Linked DNA regions of Sus scrofa: regions 1, 3 and 4 are each linked to region 2. The links are chromatin contacts, called in public HiChIP or PLAC-seq maps. All regions are on one chromosome and are shown on one strand. Each heading gives the region's core, a stretch centred on a gene start, on an enhancer-like site or on the middle of the called end of the contact. The rest is flanking DNA. Distances are from core to core; before and after follow the strand shown.

Region 1 (7,132 bases), core at 119-2,618, 590 kb after region 2:
GGCAGAATGAACTCTTAGATTCTTAGTAGAGTATTCAAGACTACCTGTTCAGGCTGGCCACAAGCTATCTCTTAGATACATTTATCTCCTGTTAATTACCATTTCCTTTCCCCACCCTGCAAATCTTCAGCCTTAAACATTAATGTAATCTTTGCTCCTCTAACACATCCTGTCATTTTACATTTCTAAGCCTTAACTTAGGCTATTTCCTCTATTTGAAGGCAGTTTTTCTTCTTCATCTCAGCCTGCCAAAATTGGACTCAGCGTTTTGTCAGCCTCTCCGTAACACTTTACCCATCACTTTGGTCAAACGTATTCTTCCTTTTCTGTGGTTGCATAGACTTTTGTGTCTCATTCCTAAGACTGAGACACAAAATCCTCTGGCCTTCTGCCTGGTTTTAGAGACAGTTGCACCTTGGTTCTTTCTACTTCCTGCCCCAGTGACTTAATCACACATGGTATAGACTCAAAACCTTGTGACAAATTGAACTGGAGAAGAGATCTGGTCCGTGTTAGCAGACCTTCTGGCAAAATCACGCGATTCTGCAAGAATCTATGACACCACGCGTGAAAAAAGTCTAAAGGAGTTACTCGTTCCAGGGTGCTCTTTCGCTCTGTAGACCAACCGTGACAAAGGTGGGAACAAAGTAATTTGCTGTCAGGGAAGTATGGCTCCTCTAAACAGTTGCAAGATGCATTTACTATTTACATAAAATATCTTAAGCATTCTACTTTTAAAAAGCCCCAAGGGATCTAACGTCTCCTGAGATGGAATATCCGAGTGTCTTCCTGAGGTCAAGCACTGATCATCACGTAGTGTACTTGGTAATGCACTAAAGACTCAGCAAAACGGACTCTCGGTGCAACCCCAGAATGGGACTACAGCTCTGTGGGGAGTCGCCTCCGCCCGGGTGCCACCCACGAGACCGCCCCCAGCGGCCGCAGCCGGGAAGCTCCAGGGGAACTCCCGCACGTCTGCGCGCGCAATCCCGGGACAGGGATCCGCGCCGCACGCGCAATTGCCCTGGAAACCACTGCGCGCGCACGCGCAAACAAGGGGTCTGGGGAGAAAAACTGAGCTAAGGGTTTAGCAGCGGGGGGAGGGGCTTACCCTTCCATTCGACCGGCGCTCCCCTGAGGGTGAACGCGCGCACCGCCCAGCTCCCTCGGGCGGAGCGTCCCTTCCAGCACGCGCCCGGCTCGCGCGCTCCTCCGGGCCACCCCCCCCCCCCGCACCCTTGCCCTCCTCCCGCATTTGTGCGCCGGTGCAGCAGGCAGTGGGAGCATCCGGGCATTTCCGCAGCCGAGCGGCGGTCCAAGCGGGGCAGAGGCGTCGAAGGGCTCCCATGGCAGAGACAAGGCGGGGGGAAGGAGAGAGAGGGGCGAGGCCTTAAGCCGGAGCCGCGGCGGGGTGGGTCAGGAGGGAGGCGGAGCGGGAAGCACTCTCGCGGCCGGAGGAGGGCCGGGCGCAGGGCTCGCTGCGCCTCTCGCGCATTTCCCTGACCAGCCCGGGCTCCGGAGATGCATCTGCATCAGGTCCTCACCGGAGCTGTCAACCCTGGAGACAACTGCTACTCTGTGGGCAGCGTTGGGGATGTCCCCTTCACGGTGAGTGGTGTGCGGGAGCCTGAGGGGCAGAGACCCTCTGTCCCGGGCCCACGGCTCCCCGGGAGGTTGAGAGGTGGGTGTTGGTGGGCCCCACCCGCGTGCCTTTTGATTTGGGGGGCGGGCCGTGGGACCGTGAGTCCTGTGGCTGCTGTAGGAAATTACCCGTTAGGGGAAAGGATTAGGAATCCACCGCACTGCCCTCAGCAAATGGGCCCAGGGGGTGACTGGACTAGAAGGTTCCTCTCCCAGGATGGCCCTGGTTCTGCGGTAGAGGAAGGTGGTTGCAACCGCTGAAACCCCAGAGCGTCAGTTTCGTTACGCACCTGCTCTTGGCTTGCGGGTGAAGAGACTTGTCTGCGTGGAGGCGATGCTGCACCTGGCTCCCGCTGTGTTAGCGCAGCGAGGAGCCGCTGGAGCCTGTCGCTCTAAGCCCGACCCTTTCTATCTCCTGATATGCAGAATCTCCATTTCAACAAGGAAAAAAAAAAAAAAATCTGTTCTCTGCCCCCAAGAAATTTAGAATGAAACGGTTAGATTGACAGTGGCCTGGAGAGCTCTTAATTATCACGAGATCACGGTTTGGTAACCTTCCTAGATAATATGTTATTCTGTATGCACGGTAGGCTGGTCTGTTTGTTTTTAAGATAAGACAATGTGAACATTTTATGACGCTGTTTTTCTTGTTTGTGTGGCTGAAGTGTATGTAAACCATTATATGTTATAACCTCTTAAAAATCTAGATGTAGTAGACTTGTTTCTCACCGAGCTTGGATAGATTAGTCCTTTTGAGAATGGAGTGTTGTTGGTATAACCAATTCAAACCAAGCCCTAGGGCTTTTTTACCCATAGATAAACTCCCGTGGGTTAACATGAGTTTCTTTTTTGTATTAAATTTATATATGATCCATCTTAGGAGGAACTGTAGACAATGAGATAGCCATTAAGTACACATTATTATTAATGACTATTCTGCTTGATTAAATTGGAAATAGCATAATGATATGCTTTGTAGACAAGGGAAACACTTTGATCTGATGTCTGCTTTTCAGCAGCATGTTTTTAAAGCTGCAGAAATAAGAAAAGCTCCTGCAAAAGTGCAGAATCATTATGTAGCACAATGCATCCTGGAACAGAATTTATCTATCATTGTGATACACTAGAAATAAACTTATAAGATTGTTTTCTGGCTATTTTAATTTTAAATATAATCAACTTGGCTTTGTACCAGTTTAGGATGAACCCTTAAAAAATAAAATTTGCCTGACTTACATGGTTACACCTATCAGTGGTGTCATCTGTGTTTTGTGTACTTGTAACCTAAAAGATCCATATAGTATTGAGCTTGGGCTTCACATATTTAGACAGTTCTGGGGGCATAGAGAAATTTTTCTCTCCCCTAGTTGTGTGGGCAGGGAGAAAGTTCCCAAGGGTTATAAGAGCAGGCTTTTTCCATCAAGAAACGAATCCAAGATCTTGGCTTGTGGGGTATTGGCACACTACCGTGGTGGTAGTTTTCTGTTTCCATCTAAAGTGAAGTAGTGTCTCACTGTGAGGCTAGCATATAGAGCTAAACAGGTTCAGCTGCAGTCTGCAAAAGCGAGCGTGAGAACCATTAGTGGTGCGAAGGTGTGTTTCTGCTGTAGGCCTCCCGTGACCAAGTTTTTGGAATCATTTTCAAATCTTTTTTCCACTTCCCTCTTTCAACCTGTACCAAATCTATTTGACTCTCTGCATTGTCTATCAGATTTACTCCTTTTCGTGTCCTTAGTTACCACCTTATTGTAGAACCTTATTTGTATTACTTAATATTAAAAACTTTCAAACTGGAGAGTTCTTGCTGTGGCACAGTGGGTTAATGATCCGGCTTGTCTCTGTGAGGTTGCCGGTTCAATCCCCCAACCTAGTGGATTAAGGATCCAGCGATGCTGCAACTCTGGCGTAGGTCATAGATGCGGCTCAGGGTCAACCCCTAGTCTAGGAACGTATGCTGAGAGTACAGCCAAAACCAGAACAACAAACAAAAAGCTTTCAAACTGGTTTTCCTGATGTCTCTCATCATGTCAATTCATCCTCCACACAGCTGTGGGTATAATAATCTTTAAATACCATTTCATCATCTCATTCTTTTTTTTTTTTTTGGTCTTTTCAGGGCTGCATGTGCAGCACATGGAGTTTCCCAGGCTAGGGGTTGAATCTGAGCTGTAGCTGCTGGCCTACGCCAGAGCCACAGCAATGCAGGATCTGAGCCACATCTGTGACCTGCATCACAGTTGATGGCAATGTTGGATCCTTAACCCACTGAGCAAGGCCAGGGATCGAACCTGCAAGCTCGTGGTTCCTAGTTGGATTTGTTAACCACTGTGCCATGACGGGAACTCCCATTTCTTTTTTTAAAAAATAAATTTATTGGAGTATAGTTGACTTACAAAGTTGTGTAAGTCACCATTATCATTCTTGACTCAAGAATATGTAGTTATTCCTAATAGCTGTGTTGTGAAATTTAAACTTGTCAGATATTCTTATGCCATCTTTGACTTTATATTTGATCACATGTATTCCTCGTCTTGGCCCCTCTCCTATTGACATACTAGTTTTCTTACTCTAGCCCACATTTTTATGTTGCAACAAGAGAATCCTTGTTTTTTGTTTTCCCAAATAGGACTCAGAATTTACTTGGTTTAGGATGTCTGACTGTGACACTGATTATTTTGGCCCTTTGGCGTTTACAAACCTGTGTTGCACACTATCTTATTTTAATAACAGTTTTTGAGTGCAGTGATCTAGTTATAATTTTGCCTTGAACTAGAAATGACCTTTTGGACTCTATGAAGAACAGAGCTTCTCAAAGAAAAAAAAAAAAAAAAAGAGGGAGAAGCTGTTTTCAAGTATCGAGGAACCAGATAACAATTATTTGAATGCCTATGTTAGTAGAGTAAAAATGAAATTAAAGTAAAGCTCCTTTACGTAGAGCATGCCATTTGTTTTATATACCAATCAGATGAAAAACTTTAGTTCTGGATCAGATGACTAAGAAGGGGACCAGCCGGGACTGGAATGGAGATCTTGTGACTTCTCATCTGGTGGGCTTTTGTCTGTAGTATGTTTCTTTCCTGTCAGAGTGGTTGTTCTGAAGGGTGTGTGCGTATGTGTGGAAGGCCTTGATGTGGCCAGTGTGGAAGAAAGACTGTCTTGGACTAGCCAGTGATAACCTGAGGACCTTTTCAAAATAGGGTAGATCATTTATTCCAGAGTCTATAAACAACATTTTTTGAAAAAGAATTGTTCTCAAAGAATTTTGAAGTGTTTGTGACTTTGTAGTTGGAAACCACTCTGTTATATATGTTGCACTGTGCCAGGTGGGTGATGGGTGATAGTGGTGTCATCAGCTGGGCAGTGAAAGACTGCCTGTCTCTGTCGCCAAGGCATGATCTCTGCTGTGTTGACATGGTGGTGCGGTGTGTAGTGTACAATCCCAGTGATGTGTGTGCTTTTAGTTCCAGCATGTGTGCCATGATGGTTTTCACTTGTGTTTTGGCAGTAAACAGTTGTTTTTTTGTTGTTGTTGTTTGTTTTTTTCGTTTTTGTCTTTTTAGGGCCGTACTAGCGGCATATGGAGGTTCCCATGCTAGAGGTGAATTGGAGCTACAGCTGCCAGCGTACACCACAGCCACAGCAACATAGGACCCAAGCCGAGTCTTCGACCTACACCACAGCTCATGGCAACGCTGGATCCTTAACCCACTGAGTGAGGCCAGGGATCGAACCCATGTCCTCGTGGATACTAGTTTGTTAACCACTGAGCCATGACAGGAACTCCAAAGCAGTTTTTTTAAAACACTCAATTGGGACTTTATAAATATAGTTGTTAAATCATCTTTTGATCATTCTTTTTTTTTTCAGTGTAAGATCTAAGTTCTAGAAATATTGTTATCCTGCAGTAGTCCAAGGTTGATTATCTTCTACTGTATATGAGCTTTGTTGTACTTTATTTTGCCATTGAGACATTTCCAACTACCTCCTTATAGATGAGTGGATGTTTTAAGGCTTAATGCAACTGAGAATGTAAATTTCTCTTTGTTACTACTTTATGAAAATAGTCCTTAGTTTCTTTTACTTTACTTTTCTGTAAACATTAGAATATTAATTAAAATAATGATGGTACTGATGATTATTAATATAATTAAAATTTTTTTTACCATTTGGCCTTAAGGGGTACAGACTGTATTTTCAGACCTGTAGGAGCAGTTTTTGTTACTCCTTCTGACATGAATTCAACACATTGGTGAAAACTTACAAAAATCAGTAAGTCATTTCCATTCTTATAATATATTGACAGAGAAAAAATGATGTATAAAATGATATAATGATGTATATAATTATAGTGTAAGGCAGATGAAAGAGATCTCATGGAAGACATTTCATGGAAGATCAATACTTGGAAAGACAGTCGTATTAGACATTTCTGGATGGCAAGAACAACAGAAGCCAAGGAGTGGTGTCATTACTGGATGACTTCCTTCACAAAAGTGATTAAAAAAAAACATACACAGAACTTCTTTATTAAATGTTGAATGCCAGTATATGTTGAAAAATATAATTTGCAAACATTACCTGTACCTTTTTAGGAAAATATATCTGTATTCTGACATTTCTTTTTTTTTCTTTTTTGTTTGTTTTTTTTGCTTTCTTTTAGGGCTGCACCCAAGGCATATAGAGGTTCCCAGGCTAGGGGTCGAATCGGAGCTACAGCTGCTGGCCTACACCATAGATAGCCACAGCCATGCCAGTTCTGCACCGCATCTGTGACCCACACCACAGCTCATGGCAACACCGGATCCTTAACCTACTGAGAGAGGCCAGGGATCGAACCCAAAACCTCATGGTTCATAGATGGATTCATTTCCACTGTGCCACAGTAGGAACTCCTGTATTCTGACATTTCTTTTTTTTTTTTTTTTTGTCTTTTTAGCTATTTCTTGGGCCACTCCGGCGGCATATGGAGGTTCCCGTGCTAGGGGTCGAATCGGAGCTGTAGCCACCGGCCTACGCCAGAGCCACAGCAACGCGGGATCTGAGCCGCGTCTGCAACTTACACCACAGCTCATGGCAACGCCGGATCCTTAACCCACTGAGCAAGGGCAGGGACCGAACCCGAAACCTCGTGGTTCCTAGTCGAATTCATTAACCACTGCGCCACGATGGGAACTCCCTTGACATTTCTTGACTTGCATTGCTGTTTTTGTTTTTCCTAGTATTGAATAAAATGAATGGAAAAACATTTTTTTAAAGCTAGAAAATAATGTTATATGACCTCTTTTTCTGGCTTTCAATATGTTTTAATTCTACTACAGTATAACATTCTAGTTCTAGAATCATGGCAATACTGAACTTTGAAAATAATCAGCCTGCTTATACATTTAGTAAGTGTTTGTTGAACACATGAAAGTGTGTGGCTCTATGGAGATTAGAAAAAAACTATAGTCCTGATTTCATAGGCCAACTACTTATATGACCTTGGCTAAAT
Region 2 (7,947 bases), core at 1,022-3,521:
AATGTTTTGGCTTATTATTTTTTTTTAGAGCTACTGCTTTTTTCTTCTGTCTTCTCCTAGTCTGTTTGGCAAGAAACCAAACTAAAAGGGACTCTGTTAAATAAACAAATAGCCTGGGAGCACCTTCCCAAAGGGAACAGCTTTGTCAAAGACAGAACCATACAGGACTCAGTCGTGAGCAAAATCAAGCTCAAGGAAGAGTGCTCCTTGGACCTAAGCCTTAAGCGAGAGTAGGGACTGAACACAAATCAGTCCTCACCAGAGATGGCTTTGCACAGGCTTCAGATCTTACAGTAGAAATGTCCACAGCATGGCTGAGGCTCTAGGAAGGAATCCTGTCTCAGAGGATTTGCAAATCTGTGAGCAGTGGTATGTCTGAGAGGAGCCCCCACCTGGTCACAAGTGGTAGAGCACTCTTTCCAACAAGCTCATCCAGATATTTGTCATTATCAACACAATTAAAAAACAAAAAAATCACAAACCAAAGGGAGGAAAGGTAACATTTATATCTTATCCAACTGAAGAGGAATGACCATATTCATCCTTCTGGTTCCACTCTAACCCCAGACAGTGATCACATTAAAAAAAAGATTATTCCTGTAAAGCAAATGGCAAGTAAGCAGCTTCAGGTAGTACACAGATTTTGGTACAGCCTAGAAATCCTGATGTCACAGGATTCAGGCTCAGTGTAACAGGCATCTACATATGTTCTAAACTTGGATCTGCAAATTGCAAACTGAGGACATCCAGTTCTTAAAATAAACCTGCTTTGTAATGGCTCTGCCATCCTAGAGCAATGTTATTTATTAATCCAGCTCTTCTCTTTTTAAACAACTTCCTCTATGGACAGAAGAAGCCCAGATTCCCAGATGTCAGGTCCTCTGCAGCTTCACAGATTCTTTCCAGGTCAGAACCCTGGATGGAGATGTTCCTTTGAGACTGTTGCCAGCACTTGATGCTGCACCACTGCAAGCACTTGATGCTCCCAAATACTTGGACAGATTCCTCTGGCTGCAGAAACATCCAAATGGCTGGCAGCTAAATTTTTAATCCAGGTGTTTGGAGTTTTGTAGACAGCCCCCAGTGGACACTTTTTATGCATGGTGGCAACCCTATAACTCCACCACTACTGATATGTAGATTCAACTTTTCTGACTTTCAGCTGTCTCACTTGTAAAAACAGTGAACACCAAAGTACAGAAAGGCACTTCACAAGCTTTGCCAGCCATTAAAAAAAGTTACATGGCCTTGTCTCTGGATGGCAAACTCTCCAGGTTGGAGGATATTTGGGGGTTATCTTAAACAGAGACTCTTCAGAGGATGGCACACACCAGTATGAAGCTCCACCCACCCCAGGTCCTCATAAACAGGCAGACCCTCAGGCAAGGCACACACATACCATGGTGGTCCACGGAGCACCAGCCTGAGGAGGTGATGAGAGGATGCTGCTTTTCCCAGGCCTTTTGAGATGACCCTTGTGAGAAGTGTCCCCCATGACCTAGTGTCTCATTTAAATTACTTCCTGTGAAATTGCTCAAGTGTACCAGGCAGCCTTAATAACCAGGAGCATATACTGTGTGCCATGCATCCCCTCTGAATGAAAACCCTCTGAGGAAGATGTTATCCCGATTTACAGAGGAGGAGCCTGAGACACAGAAAAGTCAAGTAAGCCGCTCAAGGCCACACAGCACAACCAGGATTTACTCACAGGCAGTCTGATCTAGACAAAGCCTGTGTGTTTAACTTTTTCTAAGAACTCTGAAACTGTTTCTAAGAGTGTGAGGCAGGCAAATCATTTAATCTTTTTCATTTATAAAATGGGGGTGATAATAGTGCCCATTCAGGGTGGCTATTGTGAGTTATTCACGTAAAGCACCTGAACAGTGCCTGCTATTATAAGGAATTGGAAAGAGCACATACTCTTTTTGCCACAAAGTCACTCATTTACTTCCTCGAGGGAATCGTAGCAACCCTTCATTGTAAGGTGAGGTGCTGCCTCAGAAGTGACCTGAGATCACTGGACACGGTGCTCAGAAGCCTTGAGTCTGGGCCCTGTGTGTCCCTGCCCCCAACACCACGTCCTCATGAGCCCCCAGGCCAGGGACTTAATTCACGGGTGAAAAAAGGAAAAGCAAAAGCAAGAAGGGGCAAAGACTCCAGAGCTTCTCAGAAGCCAGAATTAGCTTTATCTTTGTATATTTAAGCCAACAAAAAAGGAAAGTTTACGGTTTGTTGTAGGGGGAGCATCAGAGCTACCGAGGTTCAGACAGGGTACCAATGGTGAGAGCCAGGGCCCCTCGTCCTCTCCTCTCCCGTCCGCTCTCTGCCATACGAAGCCACTGGGCAGCGTCTAAAGTCCCAAGGAGAGGAGATCTGGGCGGCGAGTGAGGGAAAGGGGTGTTGGAAGGGCTGTGTTCCTGCGACTTCGCCAAACTCCCAAAGGCCGGGCAGTCCCTGGTTTAAATCCCAGCTTGGCCCTAAGTGCGCATCAAGCGAGCCTCTCCGGGGCAACGCGCAGGGGCGCGCGGCCGGGGACCCGGGGCGCGGAGGGAGCACAAGGGCCCGCTAGCGCGGCAGGCGAAGGTGAGGCGGGAGGGCGACCTGCCGCCGCCGCCGCCGCCCGGCTCGCAGCTGCCAGCGTCAGCGCGGGAGGGCGGGGCGCGCTCCGGGAGGCGGCTGGAGCTGCGCCGCTGGCGGCTCGGCGCCCGCTCGCCGCACGGGCCTCCGTCGCCCGCTAACTCGCATCCCGGTTTCCCTGCCCGCCGCGTCCCCGCGCGAAGATGGCAACCGACGGGCTGCATGAGAACGAGACGCTGGCGTCGCTCAAGAGCGAGGCCGAGAGCCTCAAGGGCAAACTGGAGGAGGAGCGGGCCAAGCTGCACGACGTGGAGCGTGAGTGCGGGCCGGGGCGGGGGCTGCGCGCCGAGGGGCGGGCGGAGGAAACAAGACTGGCTCCGGCTCCCTCGGGGGATGGGGAGTTGGTGAGGAAGAGGATGGAGGGTGGCGGCCTGGGCCCCGGGCTGGAGCCAGGCCCGCGCCATGGCCTGGATGAGGGCCCCAGTGCCGGAGCATCAGAATAGGCTTGGGTAGCGGCCCAGCGCTGGGACGCGCCGGTAGGGGGCTCGAGCCCGACCCTCGCAGGCCCTGGGCACCTCCTAGAGCCCCAGACCGCTAGCGGAGACCAGCCCGCCTGTGGGCAGGGGGAACCGGGTGGCAGCAGCCTCTGGCCGCTGCCCTCCTGCCAAGGATCGTAGGACCAGTTTCCGTCATCACCTGCCTGGAAGATGAAAACTGGTTGCATTCATGCCCTTCTCAAGCGGAACAGGGTGGAGGGGGTTTTCATTGGAGGCATGCACAGTGAGCCCTTGCGGACGCGGCCTAGGGTCAACTACTGTTTTGTTTTATAATCATTTGGCTTTCTCCGTCATTTCTCAGTTTTGCTTTTGCAAGAAACCAGACTCTGATTTAAAAGCTCACTTTTTCAATCTGCTCCCTCTCCTTGAGAATGGAGGGCCAGATAGGGAAAGAGAAACATTTAGTTCGTTTAAGGCTGTTTAAAAAGCTTTTGGATGGATGGATGTGGTGTGGTTGGCATAAAAAAGCAGTAGCAATCTTAAATAAATGTGCATTACTGACCAAGACCGTAATTCAGAACAGGCTCTGTGATTTTTTTATGAGTGAGCAATTAAATAGCCAGGTTACATGACTCGGTGGGATCAGCTTCCTTGTACTGTGTGGGGATGGTTCATCCTCAGCAGAGCTCTGGCTTAGGCCAGGTTTGGGGAGGGGGTGGCTTTATCTGCTTCCTTTTCAGCCCTGAAAGAGGCAGATCCCCTTTACTGAGCATGGCCTCCCTGTGGTGCCCTCAGTCACACTTATACATTATGTTTTTTGCTTTCCTGTTTGGTACCACCCCTCTATATTCTGTTTTGGAAAGAAAAATGGGGTTCATGCTAGGTCCTTTAGCACCTGATTCCTTTCTTTGAAAAATCACTTAATAGAAGCAGGTGACCTGAATCTCAAGTGTGCTGTGCTTTTATAGGAGACTCCTTTAAATAGGAGGCAGATTCAACCCCTATATCACTTAGAAATGTGTTCAGCTACAATTAGTTATAACCCCCAAGTAAAGTAGTTAGGAAAAAAATTTCCCAGCTTGCTTAACAAGAAACAAGGGTTAGCCATCACCAGCTTTGGTTCAGTTACCCAGTGTGCCATGAGGAACTTCTCTTTTCTCCACTGCCTGAGAGCACTGGCATTTGCCCCATGATTATAGTATAACTGCCACAGCGCCAAATATTACCTCTGCCTCCAGGACTGTAAGAAGAGGGAATGTGAGCACCTGCCTGTTTCTCCTGTTCAGAACCCCCCCCCCCATTAACCTCCTTTCTCCCTAACAGATTTGTTTGCACTCCACTGGCCAAAACTAGGTCACATGGCTACAGCAGAAGAGGCTGAGAAAGGGAGAAGTGAGCTGGGCACCCAACAAAGTAGGGAGTAGTAGGGAATGGATAATGGGTCTGCCCCATTTCCCTTTGCAAACCCCTACCCTCTGAAGACAATAATGCCTATACTGCAAGCATGGTCTTGAGGTAGCTTCTCTGATTTGTCCATTTTACAGATGAGGAAACTGAAGCAACAGAGGTGAAAGGACTTGGTGAAGGATCCCAGCTAGGAAGTAGTGGAACAAGGATTCCAGCCCCGCCAGCCAGAGCTCCAGCCCAGCCTCACTTCACCTTTTTTGCCAAACCCCTTAGTGCTCAAGGCAGAGGGCCTTCTCCAGAAAAATCTCTTACTCAACAGTATAGGCTGCCCATTAGGATATTTTTCAGTCTTCTCTGTGAATTGGTAAATTGTCTTAAGGCAGAAAGATAGTCAAGGCACAGCTTTTCAACAGGGAACACTTGTCCTGCCGAGAGTGCAGGGACCTCAGAGGCCAGGGCCAAAATTTGAACCCACAGTGAAAGGATTTATCCCCACCTGCATATGCCAGAATTTTTTCATTTGGAAAGATCAGAAGTCATGTGATCATGGTCCTCTTTATTCCCTCTTCATCTTCCAGACTGCTTCTCTTCCACTCCCTTGTAAAGCCCTTGCTCCTTTGAGGCTCTGACCATTCAACTGACCTCCCTCCTCTCCCCTCCACGCTGCTGACTTCTGACTCCCTAGCCAGGCTCCCTCATTTCTTAAGGACTTGGGCACACGGCCTGAGCCTTCCTTTTGACCCTAAGCCCTGTCCCATCTCTGATGTCTTCATGGTCCAAAAGGGTGAGCTTCTTAAGACCCTGGCCTGTGGCTCCATCACAGCCCTGGGATCTGGCCAGCACTCAGCACTGCTCCTTATCCTCTGACCGAAGTCTCCCATGGGGACCTCCACCATCTCGGATCACGGGGCTTGTCTCTCTTCCAGCCTCTCAGCCTCTTCCTGAGTGCGTGCCTTTTTACATTTTGGTGGTGTTATGTCACAGGTGTAGCTCCTATCCTGGTTGGACAAACCTCTGTAGGCTATAAGCTAAGGTGACCAAGTCATCCTGGTGCACCTGGGACTCTCAGTCTTAAAAGCCTTGCATTGCTGGGTCCCTCCATCCTAGGCGGTTGGTTAGCCTTCTCTTGGCTCTGACTTGCCCAGATTCTTGCCTTAAAGTCACCATGACAAAATTACAGAGCATGAACTTGGAGGAAAGTGAAGTTAACTGAACTCTGGACTCTCATGTCTTCAGTGCCTAACCCTTTGGATCCTCAGACCAGTGTCCATTCTGCTGGACCCTAATCCCCTAGTCAGTTTCTGGGTCAACATTAGGTAGTGGCTTTTATGGGTGGCCTAAGGGGAAGCCAGCCCACATCAGACTCCCAGCCCTGTGCCGCTTCCCTGCCTTTCCCTTTCCTTCTCCAGGGCTTCCTTCTTCCCATGTTTCTCCTCATCACCTTCTGCTAACCTTCCACCATGAGTAGGTGCTCCCTGCTTGCTTCTCGGGCATTTTAGAACTGTGAGGTGACAGATCATATTAGTTTCCTATTGCTGTTGTACAAATCTCCACAAACGTGGTGGCTTAAAATAACGTAAATTTATTCTGTGACACTTCTGGAGGGCAGAAATCTAAAGTGGGTCGGGAGGGCTGCCTTCTTCCTGGAGGCTTCATGGGAGAGTCCATTCCTTGCCTTTTCCAGCTTCTAGCGGTTGCCTGCTTTCCTTGGCTCATGGCCCCACATCACTCCAACCTCATCTCTGTCATCATATCTCTTTCTTTGACTTTGATCCCCTTGCCTCCCTCTTAAAAGGACTCTTGTAATGAATTATACCAGGCCCACCTGTACAATCCAGGACACTCCTTCCCTCTCAAGATGCCTAACTTCACCACATCTGCAAAGCCCCTTTTACCACATAAGGTAACATATTCACAGGTTCTGGCAATTAGGATGTGGACATCATGGGGGCCTGTCACACATCTCTTAAAACTAGAGGAGTCACCTGCTTCAGCCCCAGTCTTCAGGCACAGAGTTTTTCTTCTCTTCCCTACAGTTCCATCTCTTTTCCTTATGGATGAGGAAGCAGCTGAGATCCAGGGAAGGGTTAAGGGACTTCCCAAAGGTTATGCAACGAGTCAACGAGTAGATGCCAGCCTCCTAGGACAGCTCTCTGTCTCACCATGCTGGGCTATCTCTCAGAAAGCTGAGATTCACATTGAAAAGAAAAAAATCCTAAATCTCTCTCTCTCAAACTAACTCTGTGTGTGTGTGAAAAGGTGTTAATATTAAGTTTTAACAAAAAAAAAACCCAAAAGGTGCCCAGTGGTGTGCCTAACTTGATCTCATTAGCTTAAGCAAGAAATGCTTGTATACGTGTTTGCTGCAGGATACACAGGAAACTTGTCATCTCTGGGGAGCAGAATAGGGTGGATATAGAGGGACTTCTCACTTTATACCCATCTGTGTATTTTTTTTTCTTTTTTTTTTTGCCTTTTCTGGGGCTGCTCCCGCGGCATACAGAGGTTCACAGGCTAGGGGTCTAATCAGAGCGTCCGAAACCTATACCACACCTCCTGGCAACACCGGATCCTTAACCCACTGAGCAAGGCCAGGGATCAAACCCACAACCTCGTGGTTCCTAGTCGGATTCAATAACCACTGAGCCATGATGGGAACTCTGAGCATGATGGAATCTTTTCTGTCTTGATTTTATATCTGGCAGCCTTGCTAAGTTCTCTTGTTAAGCCTAATACTATATCCATGAATTTTTGGTGTTGTCCATGAAACAGTCACATCATTTGCAAGTTGTTATTATTTTTTCTTTCCAATATTTATATCCTTTAATCTTTTAAAAAAAATTTTTTTTATGCTTTTTAGGGCCACACCCACAGCACATGGAGGTTCCCAGGCTAGGGGTCTGTCAGAGCTACAGCTGCTGGCCTATGCCAGAGCCATAGCAATGCAGGATCTGAGCAGCTTCTGCGACCTACATCATAGCTCATGGCAACGCTAGATCCTTAACCCCATGAGCGAGGCCAGGGATCAAACCCACAACCTCATGGTTCCTAGTTGGATTTGTTTCCACTGAGCCACAATGAAAACTTCTAAGAAAAATTTATATTGTCTTCTTACCATGCTACCTGGGACTTCCAATACAATACTGACAAGGAGTGGCATTAGCAGGCATCTTTGTCTTACATTTGATTTTAAAGGGAATGTTTTTAAATCACTCCTCACACCTTATGACATTTGCAGTAGGGTTTCTATAGCTACTACTTCTTAGGTGAAATAAATATTTCTTCTCCTTCTAGGTGTCTAAGAGTTTTTGTCATGAATAGAGTTGAAATTTACTCCACTTTTTCTGCATCTGTGGAGATTATGCAGCGTCCCCTTCCAACTTCTAATTGGAGAAATCAGGGTAGGATTTTTGTTTACAGCTAATGTATGATTTGGGGCAGTTCAAAAATTTCTGACAAGTACAAG
Region 3 (7,146 bases), core at 2,429-4,928, 580 kb before region 2:
CCTATTTCTCCTCATTCTTTCACCTACTGATTTTAGCCTTCACCAGTTGTTGCCTACAACACTTATTACTGAGGCATTTCCTTAAAGGAAATTATCTATTTCCATCTCCCCCTCCATATATTTTAATTGGAATTCTACTATAGGGAAGGGTTGTCCTTTCCTCCCATTTATTTATTTATTCATTTTTGCCTTTATATTACTATGAAATCATGGATATTTATTTTATTATATGGATTATAATCCAATAATCTCATTATTTATTTTATAGTTTCCATTGTCCCACTTGAGGCCTTTGGGAGCTTTCATTAAGTCTGTTCTTGTGCCCTTCGACACGCCTCATTATTTAAAAAATAAACAATTATTGATATGTCACATAAAATTTATCCTTTTATATAATATAATTCAGTGGGGTTTTTTTTTGCATATTCACAGGGTTGTACAACCACCACCAGTATCTAATTTTAGAACATTTTTATCACCCCCCCCAAAGAAATCCCATACCCATTAGTAGTCACTGCCATTTCCCCTTTCCCCTGGGCCCTGGCAACCACTAACCCACTTTCTCTTTCTGTAGACTTACCTGTTCTGGACATTTTATATAAGTAGAATTATACAATATTTGGCCTTTTGTGTCTGGTTTTACCACTTAGTATACCATTTTTTAAGTCTGTCCATGTCATAGCATGTATCAATTCTTTTTATATCTGCATGCTGAATAACAGTTCAATATATGGACATACCACAGGTTGTTTATCCATTTATTCAGTTACTGAATATTTGGGTTCTTCCCACTTTTTGGCTGTTATGATTAATGCTACTATGAGCACTTGTGTAAAGGCTTTCGTGTGAACATATGTCTTCAGTTCTTCTGAATATATACCTACTAATAGAATTGCTGGATCAAATGGTAACTCTATGACTTACAGTTTGAGGAATTGCCAAATTGTTCTCTAAGGAGGGTGTCCTGGAGTTCCTGTTATGGCTCAACAAGTCAAGAACATGACATAGTCTCCATGAGGATGCAGGTTCAATCCCTGGCTTCGCTTAGTGGGGTTAAGGATCTGGCATTGCTGAAAGCTACGGTGTAGGCTATAAATGCTGCTCAGATCTGGTGTTGCTTTGGCTGTGGTGTAGACCGGCAGCTGCAGCTCTGATTCAACCCCTAGCATAGGAACTTCCATATGCTGCAGATACGGCCATATAAGGAAAAAATAAATAAACAAGTAAATAAAGTAAGGATAACAAACTCACCATATGCTAACATGAAACCAAAGTTAAAAAAATTAATTGAGCAGTATCTTCAAGAGAGTTAAGGTCAAGAAAGACTGAAGAATTTTCACTATTGGAGGATACTCAGGAGGCATGACAATGTGAGCTGGATTCTGGACAAGAAAAATATTAGTGGGAAAATACTCAAAATTCAATTGAGGTCTGTAGAGTAGCTTAAAGTATTGTATGAATGTTAATTTCCTGCTTTCAATAATTGCACTATGGTTATGTAAAATGTGTAAATTAGGGGCAGATGGGTAAAGGGTAAACAGAACCCCCTGTACTATTTGTGCAACTCTTCTCCGAGTCTAAAATTATTTCAACATAAAAACTTTTAAATATTTGATTTAAAAAACTATATCCAGATTCAATTTTCTTTGAAAGTAAATTGTGGGCCCCTTTGCTTTATAGGTTGCGAAAGGAATAATGTGAAAGGCAGCAAGCAGCCCAGTGATTTACAACAAAGCACCTTGTCTTGGAAATCCTAGGTTTTAACATTTTCCATGCCACAGTTCTTCCAGTGGGTGGCAGCACTTGACCAGTTTCTCATCAGCAAAACCCAGGAAGAAAGAGGAGATTGAGAAGAGGGAGGTGAAACAATGAGAAATTCTGCACATGGGGATAAAGGTGACATTGTCATTATTTAATGTACAGTCACTATAGGGTGATGCCATTTTTATGGGCACTTAAGTGATGAGGCATGGAGGAAAGAACTTGTAAACAGTGATGTAAGGCTTGGAGGCAAAATAACCTACCCCACCCTATCCCCACCCTTCTCCCACCACAGCCTAGGGCCTCAGGAAGGAGCACTGTTTCCACCAGGTGCCAATGCCACACTCTTGAAAGGATAACAATGGGTGACTTTTGTGAGACTTTTAAAGAATGATACAAAGAAGCTATAAATCATTAATAGTATAAAAGTTTAATAAAATAAGACTGTTATCTAATTTCTTATTGGTTTTTCTGAGAATGGGCAGCCTGGAAAGAACACTCATTTCTCTTTTTTTCTGCTGTCTTCTCTCCCAAACCCAAGAATTTCTCCCATGTAAGTCTAATACCTGACCTCAGTATCTCAGCCATCTTTGGTAGTTGCTGAAACCCAGTCCATCAGGAGATTTATTTAAAAGACCAGAGCCAGGAAGTTCCCGTCATGGCTCAGCAGTAATGAACCTGACTAGTATCCATGAGAATGCAGGTTTGATCCCTGACCTTTCTCAGTGGGTTAAGGATCCAGCGTTGCCATGAGCTGTGGTGTGGGTCACAGACGCAGCTTGGACCTGGTGTTGCTGTAGCTGTGGCATAGGCTGGCAGCTGTAGCTTTGATTAAACCCCTAGCCTGGGAACTTCCATATGCCTCGGATGCAGCATATGGAATATATGGCATATAAGACAAAAAATAAATAAAAATAAAAAATAAAAAACCATAGCCAGCAAGCATCAGAACTTCAAGCCAAGACTTTGAGGAGACCAAGTCCTCCCTCCACAGGGCAGAAACCTGTCCTAAGCCCCTGCCTTTTGTGAAGGAGTTGACTCCAGTGACAGGGAGGGGATGATTTCTGGCCCTGGGCACCAAGGATTCCACAGTGAAGCTGAGTTGTGCCAGCTAAGGTGAACCCTCCCCATAGTAGTTAAGACATAATATGTGTATTTTAATAATGTTATATTCTGGAGTTCCCTTATGGTGCGTTGTCACTGCCGTGGTTTGGGTTGCTGCTGTAGTGCCAGTTCAGTCCCTGGCCAGACATCCACAATGCCCCAGGCATAGCTAAAAACAAATAGAAAAACAAAAACAAAACTTGTGGTTACTGAAGGGGACAGGTGGGTTGAAAGATGGGTTGGGGGTTTGGGATTGGCATATGCACACTATTGTGTATTGAATGGATGGTCATTGGAGACCCACTGTATAGCACAGTGAACTTTACTCAATATTCTGGGATAACCTATATGAAAATGGCTATATGTATGTGTGTAACTGAATCACTTCTCTGTAAGGCAGAAATTAACACATTATAAATCAACTATACTTTAATAAAATTAAAATAAAAAGAATCATTTCCAATAGGAGCTGTTCTTGAGTTTCTGGTCCAGCCCCTGTGGGGGCCACTGAGGGCTGCTATCTCTGCGGACATCTCAAGGTCTAGTCCAAATCAGCCTTGAGGGAGCTGGAGGGCCCAGTACACAGGCGGCTCTTCTCCTCGGCTCCTCCTGAGAAAGGTCAGACATGATCCCATGGTCTGTCTGCTTTGGGTATACTGAAGTCCCACACAACTTGCCTTCCCTCCAACACTGAGTCCCCGAAGTTCACTTTTACCCAGAATACACTGAGGCCCAAAGCACAGGTTACAGTCCCAGACCTTTTGTGCTGCCTTGGAGCCTCTTGCCACATCTGCAGCTGAATGTGACAGGATGTGGGTAAGAGGGCCTGACGACTGTGATGCAAGAATCCCTGGCTTTACATAACACATGGTGCTCTGCTGACCATGCAAAACTTAATACAAGGACTCAACCCCCACAAAGAGGCAACTCAGGAAAGAGCCATGCATGGCTGCAAACACACCCCACTCTCAGTTGCCAAAACACTTGTTTTAACCAGAACGAAAATGAAAATATAGCCCAGCCCTGTTACCCTACCCTCATCTGGTAACCTTCATTTTAAGAACTCCAAGTTCTGGGAGAAACAAACAGAAAACACAGTTTGTTTTTTAACTTCAGTTGACATTAAAAAAAATTTTTTTAAACATAGAGTTGGTTTATAATGTTGTGCCAATTTCTGCTATACAGCAAAGTGACCCAGTTATACATATATATGCATTACTTTTCTTATATTACCTTCCATTAAGGGCTATCCCAAGACTTTTTTTTTTTTTTTTTTTTTTTTTTTTTTGCTGCCCTGTGGCATATGACAGATCCTGGACCAGGGGTAATATCCAAGCCAGAGCTGCAACCTACACCACAGCTATGGCAATGACGGATCCTTAACTCACTGCCCTGGCCCAGGATTGAACTGGTGCCTCCACAGAGAGAAAGCAGAATCATTAACCCACTGCACCACAGACTTTTTTTTTTTTTTTTAATCTTTTTGTCTTTTTAGCACCACACCCGGGGCATATGTAGGTTCCCAAGGTAGGGGTCCAATCGGAGCTGTAGTCACTGGCCTACACCACAGCCACAGCCAACTACGAGAGATCCCAGCCGTGTCTTTGACCCACACCCCAGCTCATGGCAATGCCGGATCCTTAACCCATTGAGCAAGGCAAGGGATCCAACATGCATCCTCATTAATGCTAGTCGGGTTTGTTAACCACTGAGCCAGGACTGGAACTCCCATAGACATCTTTTAAAAATAACTTTTTAGGAAGTTCCTGTTGTGGCACAGTGGAAACAAATCTGACTAGTATCCATGAGGATGTAGGTCCAATCTCTGGCCTCACTCAGTGGGTTAAGGATCTGGCGTTGGCATGAGCTGTGGTGTAGGTTGCAGACATGGCTTGAATCTGGCATTGCTGTGGCTGTGGCACAGGCCAATAGCTGCAGCTCAGATTCAACCCCTAGGCTGGGAACTTCCATAAGCCTAGTGTGTGGCCCCAAGAAGCAAAAAAAAAAAAAAAAAAACCCACAACTTTTATATAATCAGAAGAACAGTTTCACATTTAACCAAAAAAATTAAATTATGTAATTATTTTCCTTAATAGATAATTCCCAGTTAAAATTCAATTTCTCAGGAATCTGAAAAGTAATATATACATAAAAATAAATCACCACGTGCTAACACAACATTGTAAAGCAACTATACTTCAAATAAAATGATAAAATTAAAAAAATTAAATGTCCTTTGTAGTGGATTGTCTAAATTAGGATCCAGTAATAAGATCCCACATTGCACTTGCTTTTGTGTCCCTATTATCTTTTTTTTAATTGATCTTTTTTATCATTTATTTATATATATATTTTTTCTATTGTACAGCATGGTGACTCAGTTACACGTACATGCATACATTCTTTTTTCTCACATTATGTGTTCCATCATAATTGACTACACAGAGTTCCCAGTGCTACACACCAGGATCCCATTGCTAATCCATCCCGAAGGCAACATTCTGCACCTATTTACCCCAAGCTCCCAGTCCCTCCCACTCCCTCCCTTTCCCCCTTGGCAACCACAAGTCTGTTCTCCAAGTCCATGATTTTCTTTTCTGTGGAAAGGTTCATTTGTGCCCTATATTAGATTCCAGATATAAGTGATATCATATGGTATTTGTCTTTCTCTTTCTGAATTACTTCACTCAGTATGAGAGTCTCTAGTTCCATCCATGTTGCTGCAAATGGCATTATGTCATTCTTTTTTATGGCTGAGTAGTATTCATTGTGTATATATACACCACATCTTCTTTATCCAATCATCTATCTGTAGACATTTAGGTTGATTCCATGTCTTGGTTATTGTGAATAGTGCTGCAATGAACATGCGGGTGTATGTGTCTTTTTTAATTAGAGTTTTGTCTGGATATATGCCTATTGTCTTTTGATCTACGGCGTTCCATTTTCTCTGCTACTGACTGACTGGAGCCTGGGGTCAGGTGACCTGAAGAAAGCCTGCCTCCTTGGTGTGTCTGATGACTTCCTCTGGTTGTAGTTTGGCTTGTTTGTTCATCCCTTGACTTTCCTGTAACCTGGAAGTTATATCTAAAAGTTAGAGATTCAGGTTAAACCTGAGTCCATATGTATTTTTATAACGTGCATAGAAAAGCTGAATGGGAAAAATGACAACCATATATTCATAATGTATCATACATATATCAGCTGGTACTGCTCAATTAAGGCACATTTATCTTAATCTCATGAATCACAAAACCTACTTACTTAACCAGTTAATTTTATGGATGGGAGTCTCCTTATAATTCTATCTTTAAAATCTTGAAAGTCAGAAATGTGTGGTCTAAAATGGCATAGAAGAAATTGACATAAAAGAACTCAAGAAACACCCCTGCTTTCTCTTGAGAAATGAATCTGTTTCCAGTTTTTGACTCACAGTCCTACCCTGACCCCACTCCTGGTTCTGGTCCCCATCCAGCCCCGTCTACTTCACACCTGCTCTGCTTGGTCCATACCTCAGCCCTAACCCCATAAGGGACAAATCAAGAGCAGTGATGACAAATCCAGGTTGAAGTTCTACTTTGTTTCTCACAGTTGACAAATGCTCCTAATTTACTCCAAATGCTAAATAATTTCCTGCATTTTATAGAATAAATTATTTGTTCTGTGAGCTTGTGTCTTACAGGAAGGAGTCACCTTAAAGTGGTCTTGACCATTTCTTCTGTTCTAGGAAAGGTGGAGCCTTTGCACCATTCTTAACACAGTCAGCTCTGCCCCCTGTCATGGTGATCATGGGACACTGGGCAGCTGCTGGCAAGGATAAGCTCCTTCCTCAAGTGCTAAGTTACCTCAGAGTAAATCAGGCTGTTAAAAAAAAAGTAAGGGGCCAAAAAAAGGTGGAGGATGAGGCAAGGAGGCAGAATTCTGTGCTCATATGCAGGTAAAAAACAAGGCGGGGGGCAATAAGGGTACATCTATTTACACATCCCTGAATATATATGGGCTATTTCTTTTTTTTTCTTTCTAGGGCCACACCTGCGGCATATGGATGTTCCCAGGCTAGGGGTCAAATTGGAGCAGCAGCTGCTGGCCTACACCACAGCCACAGCAATGCCAGATCTGAGCTGCATCTGTGAGCTATGCCCAACCTGTGCTGCAGCTTGTGGTAAGACCGTATCCTTAACCTGCTGAGCGAGGGCAGGAATGGAATCCGCATCCTCTTGGACACTATGTTGAGTTCATAACCTGCTGAGCTACAAGGGGAACTCCTATATAGGCTATTTC
Region 4 (7,477 bases), core at 1,091-3,590, 550 kb before region 2:
ATTAGAGCTGCAGCTGCCGGCCTATGCCACAGCCGTAGCAATGCTGGATCTGAGTTGCCTCTGTGACCTATGCCACAGTGCCAGATCCTTAACCCACTGAACAAGGCCAGGGATCAAACCTACATCCTCTTGGATACTAGTTAGATTCTTAACCCACTGAGCCACATGGGGAACTCCCAAAACTGGTCTTTTGAACATGAATTCTGGACAGAATGTGATGCGCAGAAGGAAATTATTTATTATTATTTATAGTCATATTCATTTTTGAATCTAAAAACAGCTTCATTCTTCAATATTTTTTGTCAAACCTAACTCCTAATTACTTTGAGCTATCTTTGCTTTGTTTGTCTTTTTAGTGCTGCACGCACGGCTTATGGAGGTTCCCAGGCTAGGGGTTGAATCGGAGCTGTAGCTGCTGGCCTATGCCACAGCAACAGCAATACCAGATCTGAGCTGCACCTTTGACCTACACCACACCTCACAGCAATGCTGGATCTTTAACCCACTGAGCAAGTCCAGGGATTGAACCTGCATCCTTATGAATATTAGATATGTTTCCACTGAGCCATGACAGGAACTCCGAGCTATTTTTGAGGTCAAATCCACCACTGTGGCAGATTGTATGTTCCAAAGACACCTACAATAATCCCATCCCACATGCTTTTCTTGCCATGGGACCTTGAGCTGGATCATAAAAATGCTGTGTACTTCTGCCTTGATCTCTAGAGAAAAACATGCCCCTGCAGAGACCACGCCGAGAGGACACGTGAGGCGTGCCTAGCCAATGGCCCACATCAACTGCCAGACATGTGAGTGACAATGTTTCCATTTGATTCCAACCTTCAGCCATTGAATCACCTAGGCCTTCTTCCCAGCTGAAGACAGAATCACAAAGTCGAACTGTCCTGTCTACCCAGTCAGAATCCCTAACCCACAGAATCCATAAGTATAATAAAATTGGCATCTCAGATGTAACCAACACAGATCAAATATATGCAGAAAAAAATTCCATAGAATTCCAAAAAGCAAAACTTGAATTTGCCCCATGGTGGCAACTATTTACATGGTATTTACATTGTTGTAGGTATTATAAGTAATATAGAGATGATTTAAAGTATACAGAGGATGTGTGTAGGTTATATGCAAGTACTGTGCCACATTATATGAGACTTGAGCATCCATGGATTTTGGTATCCTCAATTCAACCCCTTTGGATAATGAGGGACAACTCTATTTTAGGTATCTAAGTTTCAGGGTGGTTTGTTAGGCAGTAACAGTAACTAAATAATTCCCAATGGATAAAATTTGTTCCTGCTGAGGAAATTCAAGAGAACATACTAAAAAACTTTTACTTTATAAATCTTTAGCATTTGATATTTATAATCTTATCATCTTGGATCCCTTTGTATTGAAGATTTTTGGACTGGTACTCATATCACCAGCATTTTAGCATTTGAATTTCCCCAAATTATAGTTCATTTAACAGAACACTTCCAGGGGGAATACTAAAACTCTTAGCATGTCCCAGTCAATGTCTAGAAGCAGGGCTCATAAATCAAAAAACTTCAGGGGCCTGACAGGTAAAAGAAATGAGCAAGGGGAGATATGGGAGCCTGGGGGAAACTAGAGGGTTCCAACAAAATTATTGGTTGTGACTTCTCCTAAAGGAGAAAGTGCAAAGGTCCTGAGGCAGAACTTGTTTGGCTTGTTTAAGGGGTATGGTACCTTGAGAACATGGTATAGCTGGAGCATAGTGGAAGATGGTCACAGGGTAGAGGATAAAGCTGAGATGCTGGCAGGGGCAGAGGAGGGAGAATCTTTTTGTAGGTCGTAAAAGAGATTATTGATTTTAGGAGCTGCAGGATAGCAAGCTGTTAACTAAAGTCAAAGGATCTTATGGGCCCAGGCCTGTCCCTCATGGACCTAAAATAACGTATAGAAACACTTACAACAGGAACAGAAACTTTGCTAGTTACAGCTGCAATCTCCCAGATGCTAACTCTCACACCAGGCCTCTGAACTTTAGGACACCTGACCTCGATGCTGCCTATCTTTGAGATCAGCTGTTAGCAATATAACTTCCTCACACTAGAAATTTGGAGTTCTGAGTTCTTGTGGAGCAGATATCAATGACAGAATTGTCATTATCATTATAGCAATAAGACACATCCCGAGCTGCTTTCCTGTAGGTTGGAAGAATCAGACTGAAACAGTGGGAATTAGGCCTTAACCACAAAGCTATGTGGGGCTAGTAGGCTGTGACCATCTAAGAGCCAGAGCTCCCAGCTTCTCTGATGAACTTCCCTCTGGTTTCCCCTCCCACAGACTCCGCCCTCTGCCTATTTACATCTGAAGCAGGCACCTAGGCGGCTGTTACTCACTCCAGACGCCAAGATCCTCATCTTATCTTCTGTGGCAGGGAACACTCTGGCCTCTGTGAACAAGACCAAGTAGGTATGTGTCTGGAGAAAGTGGGGAGTGTGAACGGGGATGGGTGTAAACAGATTAGAGATGAGGAGCTGTGGGGGTGAAGCGGTTGAAGAGACTAGGCAAGATGAAGGGATTTGTAATCAATGAGATGAGTTATCTGAGCTATTCAAAGGAGATAAAGTGGAAATTGGGCGCAAATCTTTGGAAGGGTGGAAAGGATCTGAATATATTTTTTGTTAAAAGGGCAAAGGGAAAAATAATCTGTAACGTCGTTTTGTAATTTGTAGCTTAGTCCTTTTGGGGAGACAGCAGAATTTGAGCTTTGGGGCAAAGTTCCACAAATACGTGAAACTATTTTGTGAACTTCTCATTCAATAGTAACCACTCTACTACGTAAAGGCCAATAATTTTGCAATGATAGATGACCAGCAGGAGCCATGCAAGTTAATAAACACTGGGAAAAGGGGCTCTGGGCCAGTTACCGTGCCAAATGTGAAATTTCAAAATCGTCAATCATAGGATTTGGGAGCTAAAAGGGAATTTGACTCCCTCTAATCTAGAGCGGGCAAAACCAACCATACTTCCCTGGCTATGTTTTATATATGAAGGGGTTCAGGCAGGGCCTGCTGTGGCCATTGGCCCAGTCTTCATGACCTCTTAAGGTTCGCCTTGGATCAGCCAGCTTGAGGAACTGTGGTACCTGGTCAGGGCCCTGGAGGATTTGAGTCTGTGACCACTGGTCAGCCAAGAAACCTCATTTTACCAGACAGGAAGGGAGAAGTCTCTCATAACCTGTGAGTGAAACAATTAACTCCCCATGAACAATGGAGTGAATGAGGGGGTGAATGAGTTAAGGTAGGAGGCTCGAGGAGAATTTGTTCAGGCCCGTTAGAATAGAAAAAAAAAAATTGTATAATTTTTGGCGTTCTCATCATGGCCCAGCAGAAACGAATCTGACTAGGAACCATGAGGTTTTTGGGTTCTATCCCTGGCCTCGCTCAGTGGGTTAAGGATCTGGCGTTGCCATGAGCTGTGGTGTAGGTCATAGACGCGGTTCGGATCTGGCTTTGCTGAAGGCTGGCGGCTACAGCTCTGATTCGACCCCTAGCTTGGGAACCTCCATATGCTGTGGGTTCGGCCCTAAAAAAAAAAAAAAAAAAAGGCAAAAAAGAAGTTTTACAATTTTAGATCGGTGCTGTATTATTTTTTTCCTAGAGCAGTTCAACAGAAACTCTCTTCAATTCCAACAATTTTATGAGGTAGATTTTACAAATAAAACTATTCCCACTTTACAGATTAAAAATGGAGGCAAAGTGCTTTAATTTAACACTGATATCTTGATTCACAAAATCCTCCAAAACCGGCAATGTGTTATAAAGTCCGTCTGATAAGCAGGCTTCATAAATCATGAAAGCAGGAAACTCAGCATCCTGCAGTTTAATAGCAGTGACTCCATCAAGTGTTTTTGTTCCTGGGACTCCTAGGATAAGCTTTCCAGCAAATTATAAAGGTAGTCAAGACCTCTCCTTTCCTCTTTTCCCCCTTCTCTTTACATCCCAGAAACTTCTTTTTCATTTTCTTAATACGTCTCTTTTCCAAAACAAGAAAATCTATTCCTAGTTTTTTCTTAGTCCTTTAAAATTGTGGATTGTACCGATTCATAAACTGATTACATTGTAGCATGAGTGCATTTCCATGTTTGTGCTACTCTGGCCAGTTATTTGCATTTGAAGACTTTATTGCTCTCAGTTTAAAGGATTAAGACTCCTGTGAGATGTTTACTTTGGGTGAAGGGTGGGAATCAGGAAGGGACTCTCACTCTCAAGTCTCTGAAACTGTACCTGATTTTCCTTTCAGAAACAGAATGAAAGTCCCCTTCCTCCCTTCTCTCCCTTTTCTGAGAAAGAAGAGTTGGGGCATGCGAATGACAGGAAAAGGTGCTGGTTGGAGAGTCATAGTTCCCCCAAAGCTGCTGAACAGGACCCCATCTTCACTGTGAGGGATTAACCTTTCCGCCTTTTTTTTTTTTCATGTTTCGCTTTCTCTTATTTACTACTGTCCTAAATTAATATTCACTAGAATTTTCCCAGAGTAACTATGCTTCTTTCTTTTTTTCTTTCTTTGTTCTTTCCCTCCCTCCTTCCTCAGCCACAGCAAATGATCTGAGCTGAGTCTTCGATTTACATAACAGCTCACGGCAACCTGGATCCTTAACCGATTGAGCAAGGCCAGGGATTGAACCTGAGTCCTCATGGATGCTAGTGGGGTTCGTTAACCGCTGAGCCACGACAGGAACTCCTACACTCCTTTCTTCAAGTTCTAGAAAACATCCTTAAGTCTCCTGTGGTTCCACTCTGTGCTGCCAAGGTTTCTGTGACAAAGAGATAGTGTAGATAAGGGACTAGGACTTTCCTGGCTATCCAAAGCACAACTGCTCTCAGGGGCTCATGTACCAAAGGCAATGAATTTAACAATAACCAATACACTTGTATTAAGCATTTATTTACTGAAACATTGTAAGCATAGTACAGAGAACTCCTGTGCACCCTATACCCAGATTCACCAGTTTTTTTAACATTTGCCACATTTGTTGTATCATTCTTTCTCTTCTTTCCCTCCTTCACGCAGCCCTGCTACTGCTTTACTATTTTTCTTTTTTTGAGCCATTGAGAACAGGTGGCAAATAGCATGCTCCTTCAGTGTGTATTTCCTAAGAACAGGGGTATTCTTTTACATAACCACAATATAGTTGACACATTCCAGAAATTTAATATTGATAAAATAATTTTATTTAATATACAGTCTATATTCGAGTCTTGTCCATTGTCCAAATAATATTTCTCCCACCATATAAGATCTTATCATGTTTCTAGCCTCCTTTAATCTGGAATAGTTCCTCAGTCTGTTTTTTTTTTGTTTTTTTGTTTTTTTGTTTTTTGTCTTTTGTCTTTTTGTTGTTGTTGTTGCTATTTCTTGGGCCGCTCCCGCAGCATATGGAGGTTCCCAGGCTAGGGGTTGAATCGGAGCTGTAGCCGCCAGCCTACGCCAGAGCCACAGCAACTCGGGATCCGAGCCGCGTCTGCAACCTACACCACAGCTCACGGCAACACCGGATCGTTAACCCACTGAGCAAGGGCAGGGACCGAACCCACAACCTCATGGTTCCTAGTCGGATTCGTTAACCACTGCGCCACGACGGGAACTCCTAGTTCTTCCTTTTTAAAGTTATGGTAAAATATAATATACAATTTATCATCTTAACCATTTTTAAGTATATAATTTAGTAGTGTTACATACATTCACATTGTTGTGCAACCATCACCCTCATCCATCTCCATAAGTCTGTCATCTTATAAAACTGAAACCCAATAACTATTAAATAACAACACCCTTTTCTCCTCCCCTGAGTCCCTGGTAACCACCACTATACTCTGTCTTTATGATTTTTGTCTACTGTAGTTCCTCTTAGTGGAATCATATGGTATTTACTTTTTGTGACTAGCTTATTTAACTCAGCATAATATCATCAAGGTTGTTTCATATTGCAGAATTTCTTTCCTTTTTAAAGCTGAGTACTAGTCCACTGTGTGTATGTGTGTACCATATTTTGCTTATCTGTTCACCCATTGATGGATACTTGCATTGCTTCCAAGTTTTAGCTATTGTGAATAATACTGTTATTTTCCAGACTTTGGTTTCAATTCTTTTGAGTATACACTCAGGAGTATAATTGCTAGGAGATCCCATGTGTCTCAGAGGTAATGAATCTGACTAGCATCCATGAGGACACAGGTTTGATCCCTGGCCTCACTCAGTGAGTTAAAGATCCAGCGTTGCTATGAGCTGTGGTGTAGGTTGCAGACACAGCTCAGATCCTCTGTTGCTGTGGCTGTGGCATAGGCTGGCAGCTGCAGCTCTGATTTGACCCCTAGTCTGGGAACTTCCCTAGGTTGTGTGCGTGGCCCTAAAAAGACCAAAAAAAAAAAAAAAAAAAAAAAGTGGAATTGCTAAATCATACGGTAATTCTATTTTTATTTGTTTGAGAAACTGGGATAGTGCTTTTTACAGGGGCTAAGCCATTTTACCTTCCCGCCAACAGTGCACAAGTTTCCAATTTTTCTACATCTTCACCAAAACCTGTTGTTCTTTCTCTCTTTTTATGGCTGCACCTGTGGCATTTGGAAGTTCCTGGGCTAGGGATGGAATCTGAGCTGCAGCTGTAACCTACCCCCCACCTGCAGCAATGCTAAATCCTTTAACCCACTGTATTGGGCCAGGGATCAAACCCACGTCTCTGCCGTGACCTGAGCCACTGCAGTTGGATTCTTAACCCTCTGTGCCACAGGGGGAATGCCTGCTTTCTCTTTTTTTGATAGCAGTCATCCTAATGGGTGTGAGGTGATATCTTGTAGTTTCGATTTGCATTTCCCTAATTATTTTTGACATTGAGCATCTTTTCATGTGCTTATAGGCCATTTGCGTATCTTTGGAGAAATGTCCATTAAGGTCTTTGCCTGTTTTTGAACTGGGTTGTTTGATTTTTTTATTCTTGTTGAGTTTTAGGAATTTTCTATATATTTGGGATATTAATCTGTTATCAGATATATGGTTTACAAATATTTTCTCCTACTCTGTGGGTTGCCTTTTTACTCTTTAGGTAGTATCTTTTGATACACGAAATTTTAAAAATTTTCATGAAGTCCAGTTTCTCTGTTTTTTCTTTTGGAACCTGTGTCTTTGGTGTCAAAATCTTAAATGTTCTGAATCTGATTGGTACAGTTAATGAGTGCACATTGTGCCATTCTCACTATGTATATAGAATTTTTTCTGCCTCTTTCGCCCTTCTGGGTTCCTGACCTGCTTCGCCCACTCTGGGTCATCACTCTCTGGTGACAAGGTCTGTCTCCCCACTTGGTTTTGAAGTGAAGGAACAGCCTGGGCTCTCTGTTGCCACCTTGTCCTCATCATCACCCAGCACAGTGTGTCAAATAGATGAACCTCTGGGAGTTCCCGTCATGGCTCAGTGGTTAGCAAACCTGACTAGCAT

The links. HiChIP or PLAC-seq counts read pairs in DNA pulled down with a chosen protein or histone mark.
Region 1: a contact with region 2 is called in an H3K27ac HiChIP or PLAC-seq map of alveolar macrophages. The contact joins the promoter of DMXL2 here to the promoter of GNB5 in region 2. A contact is called at or near these places in 1 of 5 promoter capture datasets (liver) and 2 of 2 datasets of contacts at active chromatin or transcription factors (alveolar macrophages and skeletal muscle).
Region 3: a contact with region 2 is called in an H3K27ac HiChIP or PLAC-seq map of alveolar macrophages. The contact joins the enhancer-like site here to the promoter of GNB5 in region 2. A contact is called at or near these places in 8 of 47 Hi-C or Micro-C datasets (embryonic fibroblasts, heart right ventricle, liver and 4 more) and 2 of 2 datasets of contacts at active chromatin or transcription factors (alveolar macrophages and skeletal muscle).
Region 4: a contact with region 2 is called in an H3K27ac HiChIP or PLAC-seq map of alveolar macrophages. The contact joins the promoter of FAM214A here to the promoter of GNB5 in region 2. A contact is called at or near these places in 1 of 5 promoter capture datasets (liver) and 1 of 2 datasets of contacts at active chromatin or transcription factors (alveolar macrophages).

Annotation. Positions count from the first base shown.
Region 1 is chr1:120,136,881-120,144,012 of Sscrofa11.1, forward strand. It overlaps DMXL2 (dmX-like protein 2), which reads left to right and starts at 1,369. Exons shown (of 42, transcript XM_021095456.1): 1 at 1,369-1,608. The coding sequence starts at 1,522.
Region 2 is chr1:119,543,111-119,551,057 of Sscrofa11.1, forward strand. It overlaps GNB5 (guanine nucleotide-binding protein subunit beta-5), which reads left to right and starts at 2,272. Exons shown (of 11, transcript XM_001924730.4): 1 at 2,272-2,892. The coding sequence starts at 2,781.
Region 3 is chr1:118,966,558-118,973,703 of Sscrofa11.1, forward strand. No RefSeq gene overlaps it. Among named protein-coding and RNA genes, the nearest start is that of FAM214A, 24 kb to the right of the region's middle. Within about 2 kb of position 3,679, at least 28 of the 83 cell types and tissues checked have an H3K27ac peak or open chromatin away from gene starts, as enhancers often do. A contact at or near this core is called in alveolar macrophages, liver, mesenteric adipose tissue and 1 more, where this site is marked.
Region 4 is chr1:118,991,522-118,998,998 of Sscrofa11.1, forward strand. It overlaps FAM214A (protein FAM214A), which reads left to right and starts at 2,341. Exons shown (of 13, transcript XM_021095179.1): 1 at 2,341-2,454.